Regions from separate parts of the Mus musculus genome. Here region 1 is linked to region 2. Evidence: chromatin contacts called from public Hi-C data. All regions are on one chromosome and are shown on one strand. Each heading gives the region's core, a stretch centred on a gene start, on an enhancer-like site or on the middle of the called end of the contact. The rest is flanking DNA. Distances are from core to core; before and after follow the strand shown. Region 1 overlaps Gm35330 (a long non-coding RNA gene). Region 2 has its middle 4.3 kb from the start of Gm24790.

Region 1 (7,079 bases), core at 2,248-4,747, 510 kb before region 2:
GTACATGAAGTTTTGTCTTAAGTATAACTTAGGTCTTAACAAGTGTTGTTTTCATCTCACAGTAGAATTGATTACCTGTGATATTTGTATTGCTGAGAATCATTCTATCATCTGAAGATGATAAGCCATAGCCTTTATTTGTGAATCTATTCTTAAAAAAAAAAAAAAAAAAAAGCCACACTTCTTTGTTATGTATTTAGGGAATGATGTGGCTCACCACAGCACATATATGGAGGCCAGAGGGCAAATTATGAAACATCATTTTTTCTCTTTCTACCATGTGGGTCTTAGGGGGTTGAACTCAGGTAATCAGATACAACAGCAGCTTCTTCTATGAACCTTTCCAGCCATTAAAATTCATTCCTCATATTCTAACATTAAGTTTGTATATAATCATAGAAGTGCTATTGTTATTTTATTAAATGATCATGCTATTAAATTGACTTCTAAATATTTATGGTCTGGTCAGTGTAGCTCCTTTTTCTGCAATAGGCATCAATCAATAAAGAGAAACATGATTGGTCAAAGTGAGAGTCATAAGAGAGTGAGCGGTCAGGTCTAAATGGGGCATATAAATTAACCTCATCACCACCAAGACTCAGGGCCAAGAATGCCATTTCTGAAGGAAATGACTATACTGCTCACAGCAGCTCAGCTTACCAACATGAGAACTATCCAAGACCAAGCCACCCAAATACCTACATAGAAGGGGCCCCATCCCACATTGAGGAACTATTGGCAGTTGTTCCAAAGGGAGAGTTATTCTTTATTGGGACATGGAGGCTGGTAAGTTTTTCATGTGCTTTAGTGACTGCTATATATTCATTTATTTATATTATATATCATATATATTATATATATATAATATTATTTATTATTATAAATGACATTAGCTGGATTAAGTGGGTTATTAAAAACAGAAGACATTAGTCCCCTATCAGATTTAGGATTGGTAAAGATCCTTTCCAAATACGTTGGTGGCCTTTTTGTCTCATTGACAGTATCTTTTGCCTTACAGAAATTTGTAATTTTATGAGGTCCCATTTGTCAATTCTTGATCTTACAGCACAAGCCATTGCTGTTCTGTTTAGGAATTTTTCCCCTGTGCCCATATCTTCGAGGCTTTTCCCCACTTTCTCTTCTATAAATTTCAGTGTCTCTGGTTTTAGGTGGAGTTCTTTGATCCACTTGGACTTGAGCTTTGTACAAGAATGGATCAATTTGAATTCTTCTACATGATAACCGCCAGTTGTGCCAGGACCATTTGTTGAAAATGCTGTCTTTTTTCCACTGGATGGTTTTAGCTCCCTTGTCAAAGATCAAGTGACCATAGGTGTGTGGGTTCATTTCTGGGTCTTCAATTCTATTCCATTGATCAGCCTGTCTGTCCCTGTACCAATACCATGAAGTTTTTTTTATCACAATTGCTCTGTAGTATAGCTTGAGGTCAGGCATGGTGATTTCCCCAGAGGTTCTTTTATTGTTGAAAATAGTTTTTGCTGTCCTAGGTTTTTTGTTGTTCCAGATGAATTTGGAAATTACCCTTTCTAACTCAGTGAAGAATTAAGTTGGAATTTTGATGGGGATTGCATCGAATCTGTAGATTGCTTTTGGCAGGATAGCCATTTTTGCTATATTAATCCTGCCAATCCATGAGTATGGGAGATCTTTCCATCTTCTGAGATCTTCAATTTCTTTCTTCAGAGACTTGAAGTTCTTATCATACAAATCTTTCACTTCCTTAGTTAGAGTCACACTAAGGTATTTTATATTATTTGTGACTATTGTGAAGGGTGTTGTTTCCCTAATTTCTTTCTGAGCCTGGTTAATCTTTGTGTAGAGAAAGGCCACTGATATATTTAAGTTAATTTTATATCTAGCTACTGCACTGAAGCTGTTTATCAGGTTTAGGAGTTCTCTGGTAGAATTTTTAGGGTCACTTATATATACTATCATATCATCTACAAATGATATTTTGACTTCTTCCTTTCCAATTTGTATCCCCTTGATCTCCTTTTGTTGTCAAATTGCTCTGGCTAGGACTTCAAGTACTATACTGAGTAGGTAGGGAGAAAGTGGGCAGCCTCGTCTAGTCCCTGATCTTAGTGTGGTTGCTTCAATCTTCTCTCCATTTACTTTAATGTTGGCTACTAGTTTACTATAGATTGCTTTTATTATGTTTAGGTATGGGCTTTGAATTCCTGATCTTTCCATGACTTTTATCATGAAGGGGTGTTGGATTTTGTCAAATGCTTTCTCAGCATCTAACGAGATAATCATGTGATTTTTGTCTTTGAGTTTGTTTACATAGTGGATTACGTTGATGGATTTCCGTATATTAAAGCATCTCTGCATCCCTGGGATGAAGCCTACGTGGTCATGATGGATGATTGTTTTGATGTGTTCTTGGGATCAGTTTGCGAGGATTTTATTGAGTATTTTTGCATTGATATTCATAAGGGAAATTGGTCTGAAGTTCTCTTTCTTTGTTGGATCTTAGTGTGGTTTAGGTATCAGAGAAATTGTGGCTTCATAGAATGAATTGGGTAGAGTACCTTCTGTTTCTATTTTGTGGAATAGTTTGAGAAGAGTTGGAATTAGGTCTTCTTTAAGAGCTCAAGAAGCTGAAGTCTAGAAATTCAAATAACCCCATTAAAAATGAGGTACAGAGCTAAACAAAAATCTCAACTGAGGAATACAGAAGGGCTGAGAAGCACTTAAAAAATATTCAACATCCTTAATCATCAGGGAAATGCAAATCAAAACAACCCTGAGATTCTATCTCATACCAGTCAGAATGACTAAGATCAAAAATTCAGGTGACAGCAGATGCTGGCGAGGATGTGGAGAAAGAGGAACACTCCTCCATTGCTGGTGGGATTGCAAGCTTGTAAAACCACTCTGGAAATCAGTCTGGTGGTTCCTCAGAAAATTGGACATAGTACTACTGGAAGATCCATCAATACCTCTCCTGGGCGTATACCCAGAAGATGTTCCAACTGGTAATAAGAACACATGCTCCACTATGTTCATAGCAGCCTTATTTACAATAGCCAGAAGCTGGAAAGAACCCAGATGCCCCTCAACAGAGGAATGTGTAAACCCTCCAGCCTGAAGCAGGCAGAGCCAGACCTTGACCTTGCTGCCACTAAGGAGATTACCTAGGGTGGAACCTTCCTCCCAAGATCACTCTATTGTTCAGCCACTGCAGTTGTTCCTCCTGCTGAGAGGCCGCTGAGCTATTATGGAGACTACACCCTATCCTGCATGTAGTTACCTGCAGCTGGTTCCAGACTCCAAGAATGAATTGGTGGGAGTGCCCCCCCCCATCCCCACTTACAAGCACATTTGCCATTAAATATTTGAGCTTTGATCAGAAATCTTGACTTAGCTCCATTTTTCTCTCAACTGCCTAGTTCCCCTCTCTTTTCAGCCCCGGCTTGCCTCCTAGGTGAAACCTGGTCCATGTGAGCTCTGGGCCGGCTTCCAATAGTCTAGTATCCGAACAGGGACCTGAGGAATGGCAGAAAAAATGCTGGAGGAACTCTGCTTAGTATTGAGCTCCACAGGAAGAAAAAGAAAAGGATCTTATCGAGCACTGGAGCAATAGGTTCACATGCTAGTGCTAGCTTAAAACTTCATTTTTTAAATTGTTGCTAGAGGTGCGGGAGGATACGAGCTAAGTTTGGAATCAGTGCTAACCCAATGGTGGTTTCCACTTAGGTTCGGCAGTGAATTATTCGGAACTAGGAACTGATCAGGCAATTGTCCGCAGTTTTCAAAAACTGCTTTAGGCGAGAGGAAAAAGGGTTTAAATTAAATAATCAGGCAGATGTCCGCAGTCAGGAGCTGCATCGGGCAGCAGGAACAGGGTTTGTAATAATAAAATAATATAGAGGAAAATGGATTTGAAACTTTCCCAGAGGCAGAGAAAAAATCGGGGAATGTCCTGCCCTTTTCTCTCTGGTCCCTACAGCAGAAGTTCTCTGTCCTCTTTGTGTTATCTAATGTCTAGTCTACCGTCTGGTGCACCACGTGTCAATCCATGTGTGTTTGTGTATAGTTGTCTGAATGGCTGAATGTTCTGTGTTTCATGTTGGAAAATAAAAGGTGGCTAAAACTTTATCTGCTGGTTCAGCAGAGTGGCCACACCCTTTAGCCATGGATCAGGCACAGCAGGGAAGCCACTGCTGGAAAAGCTGCTCTCAAAGAAAGGGAGTCTGCAGGCTCTTAGTTTTGGGGCAAAAAAGCAGATAGATGTTTTTTTTTTCCTGGAGGGTTCTCTGCAATCATGATGAATGTGCTTGGCAAATGACAAAGTGCTTTTTTATCTTATAATTATAGCCAGAAAAATTGAAATTCTTTGATTGGTCTAAATTTATTAGACTCGTGTAGCTGCTTCATTTGTTTTTTTATTGGTCTTAGAGGTATAATATGCTCTTCATGTCTTCTTTGTTAGAGTATTAGCTTATAAGTTATTGGGTATGATCAAATAGGTGTAACACTGGTTACTAGAAAGTTAGTTTTTAATTGGTAACTCAGGTTTGGAATCTTTCCAACACATGGCATAAGGCAGGTCAAGAGGCTGGGTCTCTAAGGATACTTCTAGTTGAGATAATATTTAATGTGATTCTTATCCTAGAAAGTAGAATTAAAGGTAATATTTAAAGCAATGTCTCTTTAATGAAGCATTAAAACTTGCACTGTCATACATTCATAGATATAAATTGGCAGCCAAATTTCGCAATGTGATAGTGAAGTTTTGATGTTGATTCTAAGGTGATAAATTGCTTTGAAATTGGATTTTGCTTTCCCAAAGTTGTAGTTATAGTCTAATATTGCAAAAGAAACTCAAAAATTCTAAAGTCTGTCCTCCCAGCAAGAGGAACTAAGATCAGAGCAGCCTCTTGGGGGCTTGTGTGACTTTCTTTTGTCTTGCAAACGGTGCTTAAGGAAGCTCTCGAAACTTGCCTCTCCTTGCCTTTAGGGAAAATTCCTTTTAGCTATAAGAACATTGTTGCAGATCTATCCAGATGTTCTTCTAAATAAAGTTTAAATTCAAAGTTTATAAAAAGGTCAGTCAGGCTGTAGAATTTATCAGGACATTGCAATTTGACTTACCTACTTTATGTAAAGTTATTATAGATTTAGGAGTTTGTTTTTTCCTTTGCATCTGGAAAATTGTAAAGAGTTTGCTTCTAGTGAGCTTGTAATCACTGGAAAATTTTGCCACTGGGTATGGCTAATATAGCTTTACCTCATGTAAGAAAAATTCTTAGTGTTTCTGCTTCAATACAAGAAGCTAAGAGTTTGAATCTTTCAGTGTATATTGTTTCCTAAGTGGAAAGTATTTTAGTAGCTAATGCCTCTCAAGGGAAGTTAACTTTAAATCCTTGCTCTCACACAAAGAGCTTTTAAGTTCTGGGGAGTAGCTGTTGCTCCAGAAAAGATGCAGAGGCAATATCTTTTTAATACTTAGGGTTTTAGTTATACTATAAAATTGTGGTACAGAAAATCTAAGAACGAAAAATTGATTTGCTTCAAAATTTTATTTTCAAAAGCTTCCAGGAGATGTTAATTGGCTAAGACCTCACCTTAAACTCACCACAGGAGAATTTAAGCCTTTGTTAGGTGCTATTAAGTGAGACACAAATTAACTGGTAAAGAACAAAAGCTTTGCAGAAATTAAAGAAAGCTTTTATAATTGTTATCAATTATAATCAATGGTAATTAAATATTAGCTGCCTATTTTAGTTATTGGTTATTAAATGTGCCCACAGCAATTCCTTGGCAAGAGAAAGCATTATTGGAAAGTCATCTTTCTTCTCCTCCTGGCCGACCATTGGCTCACATGGAGCTGGCCACCTGCTGGCTGCTGCGGGGAGGGACCATGGGGTATGCTTCTTTCCCTGAGTGGTGGTGGCATGGGATGCCGCCAGAAAGTGGGCGCTTTTGTAGCAAACTTAGCGGAGGACCTGAAGCACCAGTCGTGTGCTCCATTGCTCCCATGAGCATCTGCCTGGGTGGCCGTATCTTTTCCTGCTAGGTGCTCTGCTGCCCCTGCTCGGGCTTCCTGGCCTACAACAGATTGGGCTGCTTTATCCTCTATGGCCTGGGAGGAGGGCTGGAGGTGGGCAAGGCCAAGGTGGTGTTCATCTCAAAACACAGTTTTAACATCCTACTAAGGCTGCTGTGGTGCTAATAAAGAATTGTAAGATAAATTCATATATTTTAGAAAACCTATAACAAAAATTGTGTCTTAAGAACCTGACAAAGTGTCTGTTCCTTGTTCAAAACAGCATTTAAATTGGTTATTATAGAATATTAATATTTGACCTATTGAATACCATCATTTTAAATAAAATTGACAATCATTATTCCAAAGATAAGTTAAAAAATGTTTTTATGCATGCGTCTGTATCTTCTATATAAATTCATGCATGCATGCATCCCAATTACTGTGTTTAAAAACAGCCCTTCTATGGGAGAAAAGTATATGTGAATTGGATCACACGCTTATTCTTCTGAGTTTCGTCCTGCTTCAGCACACATAATTAAATTGTATACTATAGATAATGCTTTAAAATGGTGAATAATCAAGCTTTAATTTGTATATTTATCAATATATATCTCAGAGCTTACAATTGCTTAAAATTGTTCATCCCTCAGATGCTATTAATTCTCAAGTTTGCAATTGGTTATGCAACTCATAAGAAAAAATACTGTTCTTTTAAGAAGACTGTTTTTGGACAGTTAAGAATTTGTCCTGGGTTGCCTGGAAAAGACCCCCAGGATTTCCTTTTGTGCTATAGAGATTTACATAAAGCTTTAGCTGATAAAGGATTATAGATAGTTCCTGAAAAATATACAAACTCAGGATCCTTATAATTATTTGGGTTTTAGACTTACTAATCAAGCTGTTTTTTTTTTTTTTTCCCCAGAAGATAGTTATTTGCAGAGACAACTTCAGGACTTTGAATGATTTTCAAAAATTGTTAGGTGATATTAATTGGCTTCGCCCCTATTTAAAGCTTACTACAGAGGGGTTGAAACCTTTATTTGATATTTTTAAAGGGAGT
Region 2 (7,131 bases), core at 2,189-4,688:
TCCTCTGGAGATCATGAGAGCAGAGCCAATGGGCTGACCAGCTCAGAGACATCTCAGGCCCAAATCCAGTTTTTTCTTTTTTCTTTTTCCCCTTTCTTGGGTGTGGGGAGGGTGAATTGCAAGAGTGGAAGGGTAAGTATGAAGCAAAAAGGAGATGAGTTGGATTGGGGTTCAACTCCCCCACCCCCTGCCACCACTCTTTTAAGAACCTGTACAGCAAGTACCTGGGATTCCTGGATTGTCTCTCCATAGAAATGAGGCATTTACAGAACATGTAACTCTAGCCAATGAATGGTTTTTCATTTACACTGGAAACTCCTTCCCACTCTCTAATGTTAATATATACTCCTGGTTAACCCGAAACATAGTATATGTGTATAAGCCCATCCAGAATAAAGGTATGCACACAAGTTAAGACCACCAAAGAGAGCTGGTTCATTAAAGACCATAGGACGAAGACTGTAGAAGGTCTTCATCTGAAAGTAGAGAAAATCACACTGCCAAGATCCTCAGAAAAGTGTTTTGGCCCAGTCATAGTATCTGGAAACCTGGAAAATAGGAAGCAGAGGATGCATAAATACAGCTGGACCCCAAAACACATTGTTCAGGGTCACTTTGTCAAACTTCCTTATTTTCCTTTTATTGTCTTTTATAGTTGTCTTAGTCAGGGTTTCTATTCCTGCACAAACATCATGACCAACAAGCAAGTTGGGGAGGAAAGGGTTTATTTGGCTTACACTTCCATACTGCTGTTTATCACCAAAGGAAGTCAGAACTGGAACTCAAGCAGGTCAGGAAGCAGAAGCTGATGCAGAGGCCATGGAGGAATGTTCTTTACTGGCTTGTTTTCCACTGGCTTGCTCAGCCTGCTCTCTTATAGGACCAAGACTGCCAGAGATGGTCCCACCCACAAGGAGCCTTTCCCCCTTGATCACTAATTGAGAAAATGCCTTACAGTTGGATCTCATGGAGGTATTTCCTCAACTGAAGTTCCTTTTTCTGTGATAACTCCAGCTGTGTCAAGTTGACACAAAACTAGCCAGTACAACAGTATAGTTTTGGTTCTCCAAAAGGGAATTCTGAGCTCATGTGTGTTTTGAGTATGTCCAAAAGTGTCTCTATCTCTCTATCTCTGTTTCTCCATCTCTGTCTCTCTCTTTCTGAGTGTGTGTGTGTCTATGTGTGTATGTATCTGTGAGTGGTGTTGCATGCATATTCACATGTAATATGGCTTCATATGCCTATGCATGCAAGGAAGGGTAAAGACCAACACTGACATTGGTTGCTTTGCCCCATCATTCTCTCTCTCAGTTTGATAAGCAGAGGCTTTCAATGAGTGGTCTGGATTTTATTGCATTTGCCTAGACTGATTAGCCAGTAAGTACCTGGGATCTACCTATCCCATCCCCTCAGAACTAGGGTTATATACATACATATGCAGCAGGTCTGTCTTTTCTATAGATGCTAGGATTCCAAACTCATATTCTCATGCTTCCACAGTAAGCACTTTCCCCGCTGAGCCACCTCCTTTGTTGTTTTTGTTGTTTAGCAATAAGTGTTTGGATTGACTGACAATAAAACAAAACAACACATAAACAACATCCGATACTCAAAATACTGAACGATGATGATGTTGGCACATAAAATGTATAAACAGTAGTGTTCTATTCAAAATCTGACTGTCCCCAATTTGAGTTATTTTTTTTTGTTTTTTTTGTTTTGTTTTGTTTGTTTGTTTGTTTGTTTTTTCCTGTCTACACTGGAGGTAGGTGCTGATTTATTTTAGGTAGGTTCCTTTATTTTAATTTGGATATGATCAGAAAATAAGTGAAGAACAAATGGAAATAAGCTTACTTTGTGGTTACTTCTTTCTGTATAATCTGCTTTATATGTCAAATATGATAAGGAGTCCCATGAATGGTGATGATAATTCCCCAGAATGGTGCCTAACCTCAAGGTATCACTATGAAGTTGATGACAAACTCCACTAGGAGTTGTTGCAGACCTACTGAGAATGGGAAGCTCTGCAGTGTGTGTTGATCTTTGTTTTACAAGCATAATTCCCCTTCCTTTTGCACCAAGAAGAAATACCCCTGAAGAATGGACAGAGTATACTAGATTTGTGATGACATGAAAGAGAAGAAAAAAGAGAATAAACAGTGTTCAGGCAATGTGATTCTGGAGAAGAAATTGAGAACTGTCTAGGAGTTTGAAGGGAGATTTCCTTCAAAATAGGGGCAGTCAGTGGTAGAATAGTTCCTTAGTATGCAAATGGCCTTGGATTTGATAGTCTCTCATCTAGGAAACTAATTAAATATGATTCTTTTTCTTTCTTCTATCTCTCCTTTTGTTTTATGGTATGAGGGGTTTATGTCCAAGGCTTTAAGCATAATAACTGTGTACTAAGCTTTCTAATATAGAATATTTATTTTAAGTCAAAGTCATACTAAGTTGCCCAGGATAGAATTCAAACTTGTAACTTCTTTGCCTCAACTTCTTGTTGCAGGAAGTGAGTCATCATGCTGAACAAGAACTGATTCTTTGTGGATGTTCATCATGTCAAGAGAATGAGTGAAAGTAATAAAGGTGATGCTAGAAAAAAAAAAGGTCATGGGAAGAGCTGTGACACAGACCTGTAATGTACACAGACATCCTTTGTGTGGAAGACAGGAAGTTGTGGAAGACAATGATGAAGGAGGAGTTAGACAACTGAGAACAAGTTCATTCACTAGAGGACATATTTTATTGTTTTAATTCTCTGTGAAATGGAAAATTAGACCATTGTTGAATGTTGATTTTTTTTGAGAGGTAGGTAGATTGGATAAAGTGTACAATTAGTACTAATATGATAGTGTGTTGAGCAAGTGATAAATCATAGTTGCCTGGTATCATGGGCCTACTTCTAATTTACAAAAGGACACCAGCAACCTATGTGTGCAACCTTGTGTACATTTATCTGTAAATGAACAGGAAGAGAAAATATAAATGATGCTTCTCAGGTACAAATTGTCTACTTATCTTTCTGTATAAATATGCACAGAAAACATCTGTTTTTCTAAGCAAAGAGTTTGTCAGCATGTGCTACACACACTACAGTGAAGTTTGCTTGGCAGGCTGAGAGGCCTGGGAGCACTCACGAGGCAAAGAGTTTCACGGAAATACACCTCCTGGAACTTTGGTGTTCTCATAACCCATATACTCATACCCTATCCCTGCATTAGTCTAGTGTACGGATCCATGTGCTCTCTTTTAGTATTACCTCATTATAAGTGCCTTTTAAGATTGAATTCTGACATAGCTAAGCCTTTGCCAGTGTGTTCCAATGTCACAGAAAACACTTGAAACAACTGGGAATTCAGTAGGAATTCAGTGAGGTTACCTATTCAGTAACATTCAAATTTACTTCTAGTAGAGACAGTGAACCTAATTAAGCATTACAAAGAACAGAGCTAGAATAGCTCAGGGCTAGTCTGCAGAGTGTTTACTTGAGGCAGTAGCCAGTCTCACCCATACACAATGGCCTAGCTAATAGGTGGGTTTACCTTGTAAAAGTTAGGGAATCCCACTGAGACAGGGATCTTCACTACAGCCAGGTAAAGCAGGCTACATTTCATATTACAAGCAAGTTGGTGAATTCTTCTGACAAATGGAGATTCTCCACAGATACTTAAAAGTTACACTCACGCAAGAATTTATCAGGGCCTAGGAAATGGGGGTTGTGGTATTGCATTATTCATGAGAAGAGCAGAACCCCCTGGTGCTAGCTTTCACAAGGCTCAAAGGAGTAGCACTAATTGTGACTAGGGTGTGAAATCCTTACCTGTCTTTAAGCTGACCCTAGGCAGGATTGCTTTATCTTTATTGTAAACATTTACCTGGTTCCTGTAAGTCCTTTTGAAGTCATTCCTTTGTGTCAGGTAACTTCAATGTACTTTGCCTGCTGCGACTTCCTACCCCCTTTATTTTCTGTATTATATAAGACTGGTGTTCACTTTGTGACAATACATTCAGATTCTACACAATTTCGAATGTTGATCTGTCTGTCATTGGCTGACTCCTTGCCCATCTGCACCCAGAGACCCGTCCTACGCAGACAAGGGACATAAGAGGGTGTGCTGCAAGAAAGGTCATGTATGTAAGCAAGGTCATATGTTGATGCAGAATATCATTCAGTGATGCATATTAGTATAGCCATCCAGAAGGTCCCACTTCACATGGATTTCACTGTACTTCTACCCCAAAACAAGGAAGTGATTAGCTAGTTTTTCTGTCATTTCATGTACTCTTAAGCATTCTAGTTTTCCCCATAAAGAAATCTTTCTCATAAATAATTAATTTCTGTAAGTTAAATTGTTATCTATCCAGACCACAATAACCTAACCTGTACATCTTAACCAATACTAGTAATGCAGTTATAAGTAATTCTGAAGGTTTCTCTTCCAAGAAGCTCTAATTTCCTTTAAGAGCCACTAAAGTGAAATAGCTTCATTTTAACAAAATTCAACTTCACAATAGCTTCCATTCTTCATTACTGACTAAAGGTATTATTTAATCAATCAGACCTTTTTATGATGGCTTCTGCAAAGGATGGAGCCAATTAATTAGTAATATCCACAACCTTCTCTGGCTCCAGATATCACAGCAGGCCAGAAAAAGAACTCTAACATCTCCTACAACTCAAGAACACAATTATCTCCGGTGCGTTTAGTTATAAAATTGGGTAAAATAGAATTGAGTATCACATAGTCAGAGTTTGTGATGAAGTATTTTTATTTTTTATTATTAGATATTTTCTTTATTTACATTTCAGATACTGCCTCCTTTCATAGTTTCCTCTCTGAAAATCCCCTAAACCATCCCCCTCCCCCTGCTCCCCAAAGTACCCACTTTTGCCTCCTGGTCCTGGCATTCCCCTATACTGGGGCATATAATATTCACAAGACAAAGGGCCTCTACTTCCATTAATGGCTGACTAGACTATTCTCTGCTACATATGAAGCTAGAGATATGAGCTCTGGGGGTACTGGCTAGTTCATATTGTTGTTCCTCCTTCATTGATTTCAGCCCTGAGTTTGATTATTTCCTGCCATCTACTCCTCTTGGGTGAATTTGCTTCCTTTTGTTCTAGAGCTTTTAGGTGTGCTGTCAGATTGCTAGTGTGTGTTCTCTCCAGTTTCTTTTGGAGGCTCTTAAAGCTATGATTTTTCCTCTTAGGACTGCTTTCATTGTGTCCCATAAGTTTGGGTATGTGTGGCTTCATTTCATTAAACTCTAAAAAGTCTTTATTTTCTTTTTTTATTTCTCCCAAGTTATTGAGTAGAGTATTTTTCAGCTTCCACGTGAATGTTGGCTTTCTATTATTTATGTTGTTATTGAAGATCAGCCTTAGTCTGTGGTAATCTGATAGGATTCATGGGATTATTTCAATATTTTTGTACCTGTTCAGGCCTGTTTTGTGACCTATTATATGTTCAATTTTGGAGAAAGTACCATGAGGTTCTGAGAAGAAGGTATAACACTTTGTTTTAGGATAAAATATTCTATAGATATCTGTTAAATATTTGTTTCATAACTTCTGTTAGTTTCACTGTGTCTCTGTTTAGTTTCTGTTTCCAGGGTCTGTCTACTGATGAGAGTGGGGTGTTGAAATCTCCCATTATTAGTGTGTGTGGTGCAATGTGTGCTTTGAGCTTTACTAGAGTTTCTTTAATCAATGTGGATGCCCTTACATTTGGAGCATAGATGTTCAGAATTGAGAGAGTTCATCTTGGTAGATTTTAACTTTGACGACTTGAAGTACCCCTCCTTGTCTTTTTTGATAAGTTTGGGATGGGAGTTAATTTTAGTCAATATTGGAATGTTTACTGCAGCTTGTTTTTTGGGACCATTTGCTTCGAACATTGTTTTCCAGCCTTTTACTCTGAGATAGTGTCTGTCTTTGTCCCTGAGGTGGGTTTCCTGTATGCAGCAAAATGTTGGGTTCTATTTATTTAGCCAGTCTGTTAGTCTATGTCTTTTTATTGGGTAATGGAATCCATTGATTTTAAGAGACATTAAGGAAAAAATTGTTGCTACCTGTTATTTTTGTTGTTAGTTTTGGGAGTCTGTTCTTGTGTGTATCTTCCTTTGGGTTAGTTGAATGATTATTTATGCCTTTTTACTAGGGCGTGGTTTCCCTCCTTGTGTCAAAGTTTTTCCTTTATTATCCTTTGAAGGGCTGGATTCATGGAAAGATACTGTGTATGTGTATTTGTTTTTCTCATGTAATACTTTGGTTCCTCATCTATGGTAATTGAAAATTTTGCTGGGTATAGTAGCTTAGCATTTGTGTTCTCTTAGTTTCTGTATGACATCTTTCCATAATCTTCTGGCTTTCATAGTCTCTTGTGAGAAGTCTGGTATAATTCTCAAAGATCTGCCTTTATATGTTACTTGCCCTTTTTCCCTTACTGCTTTTAATAGTCTATCTATATTTAGTGCATTTGTTGTTCTGATTATAATTTGTCAGGAGGAATTTCTTTTCTGTTCCAGTCTATTTGGAGTTCTGTAGGCTTCTTGTCTGTTCATGGGTATCTCTTTCTTTAGGTTAGGAAAGTTTTCTTCTATAATTTTGTTGAAGATATTTAAGGTCCCTTTAAGGGGAAAAATTCTTCATTTTCATCTATACCTATTATCCTTTTGTTTGGTCTTCTCATTGTGAGCTGGATTTCCTGGATGTTTTGAGTTAGGATCTCTTTGCATTTTGCATTTTCTTTGATTGTTGTGTCCATGTTTTCTATGGAATATTCTGCACTTGAGATTCTCTTTTTCATCTTTTGTATCTGTTGGTGATGTTTGCATCTATGGCTCCTGATTTCTTTTCTAGGCTTTCTATCTCCCCATTTGTCTCCTTTTGGGTTTTCTTTTTTTTTTTAAGATTTATTCATTTATTATATGTAAGTACACTGTAGCTGTCTTTAGACACTCCAGAGAGTGAGCCACCATGTGGTTGCTGGGATCTGAACTCAGGACCTTTGGAAGAGCAGTCATTGCACTTAACTGCTGAGCCATCTCACTAGCCCTTGGGTTTTCTTTATTGTTTCTACTTTCATTTTTACATCAGGTAGTTTTGTTCAGTTCCTTCACCTGTTT

Evidence for each region. A called contact is a pair of places that touch in the nucleus more often than the background predicts.
Region 1: a contact with region 2 is called in a Hi-C map of embryonic stem cells, with 2.2 times the contacts expected there. The contact joins two enhancer-like sites. A contact is called at or near these places in 3 of 484 Hi-C or Micro-C datasets (all in embryonic stem cells) and 2 of 115 datasets of contacts at active chromatin or transcription factors (both in embryonic stem cells).

The regions. Positions count from the first base shown.
Region 1 is chr13:5,693,644-5,700,722 of GRCm38.p6, reverse strand. All of the region lies in intron 3 of Gm35330 (a long non-coding RNA gene), which reads left to right. Among named protein-coding and RNA genes, the nearest start is that of Gm35330, 27 kb to the left of the region's middle. Within about 2 kb of position 3,497, at least 14 of the 459 cell types and tissues checked have an H3K27ac peak or open chromatin away from gene starts, as enhancers often do. A contact at or near this core is called in embryonic stem cells, where this site is marked.
Region 2 is chr13:5,182,023-5,189,153 of GRCm38.p6, reverse strand. No RefSeq gene overlaps it. Among named protein-coding and RNA genes, the nearest start is that of Gm24790, 4.3 kb to the left of the region's middle. Within about 2 kb of position 3,438, at least 10 of the 459 cell types and tissues checked have an H3K27ac peak or open chromatin away from gene starts, as enhancers often do. A contact at or near this core is called in embryonic stem cells, where this site is marked.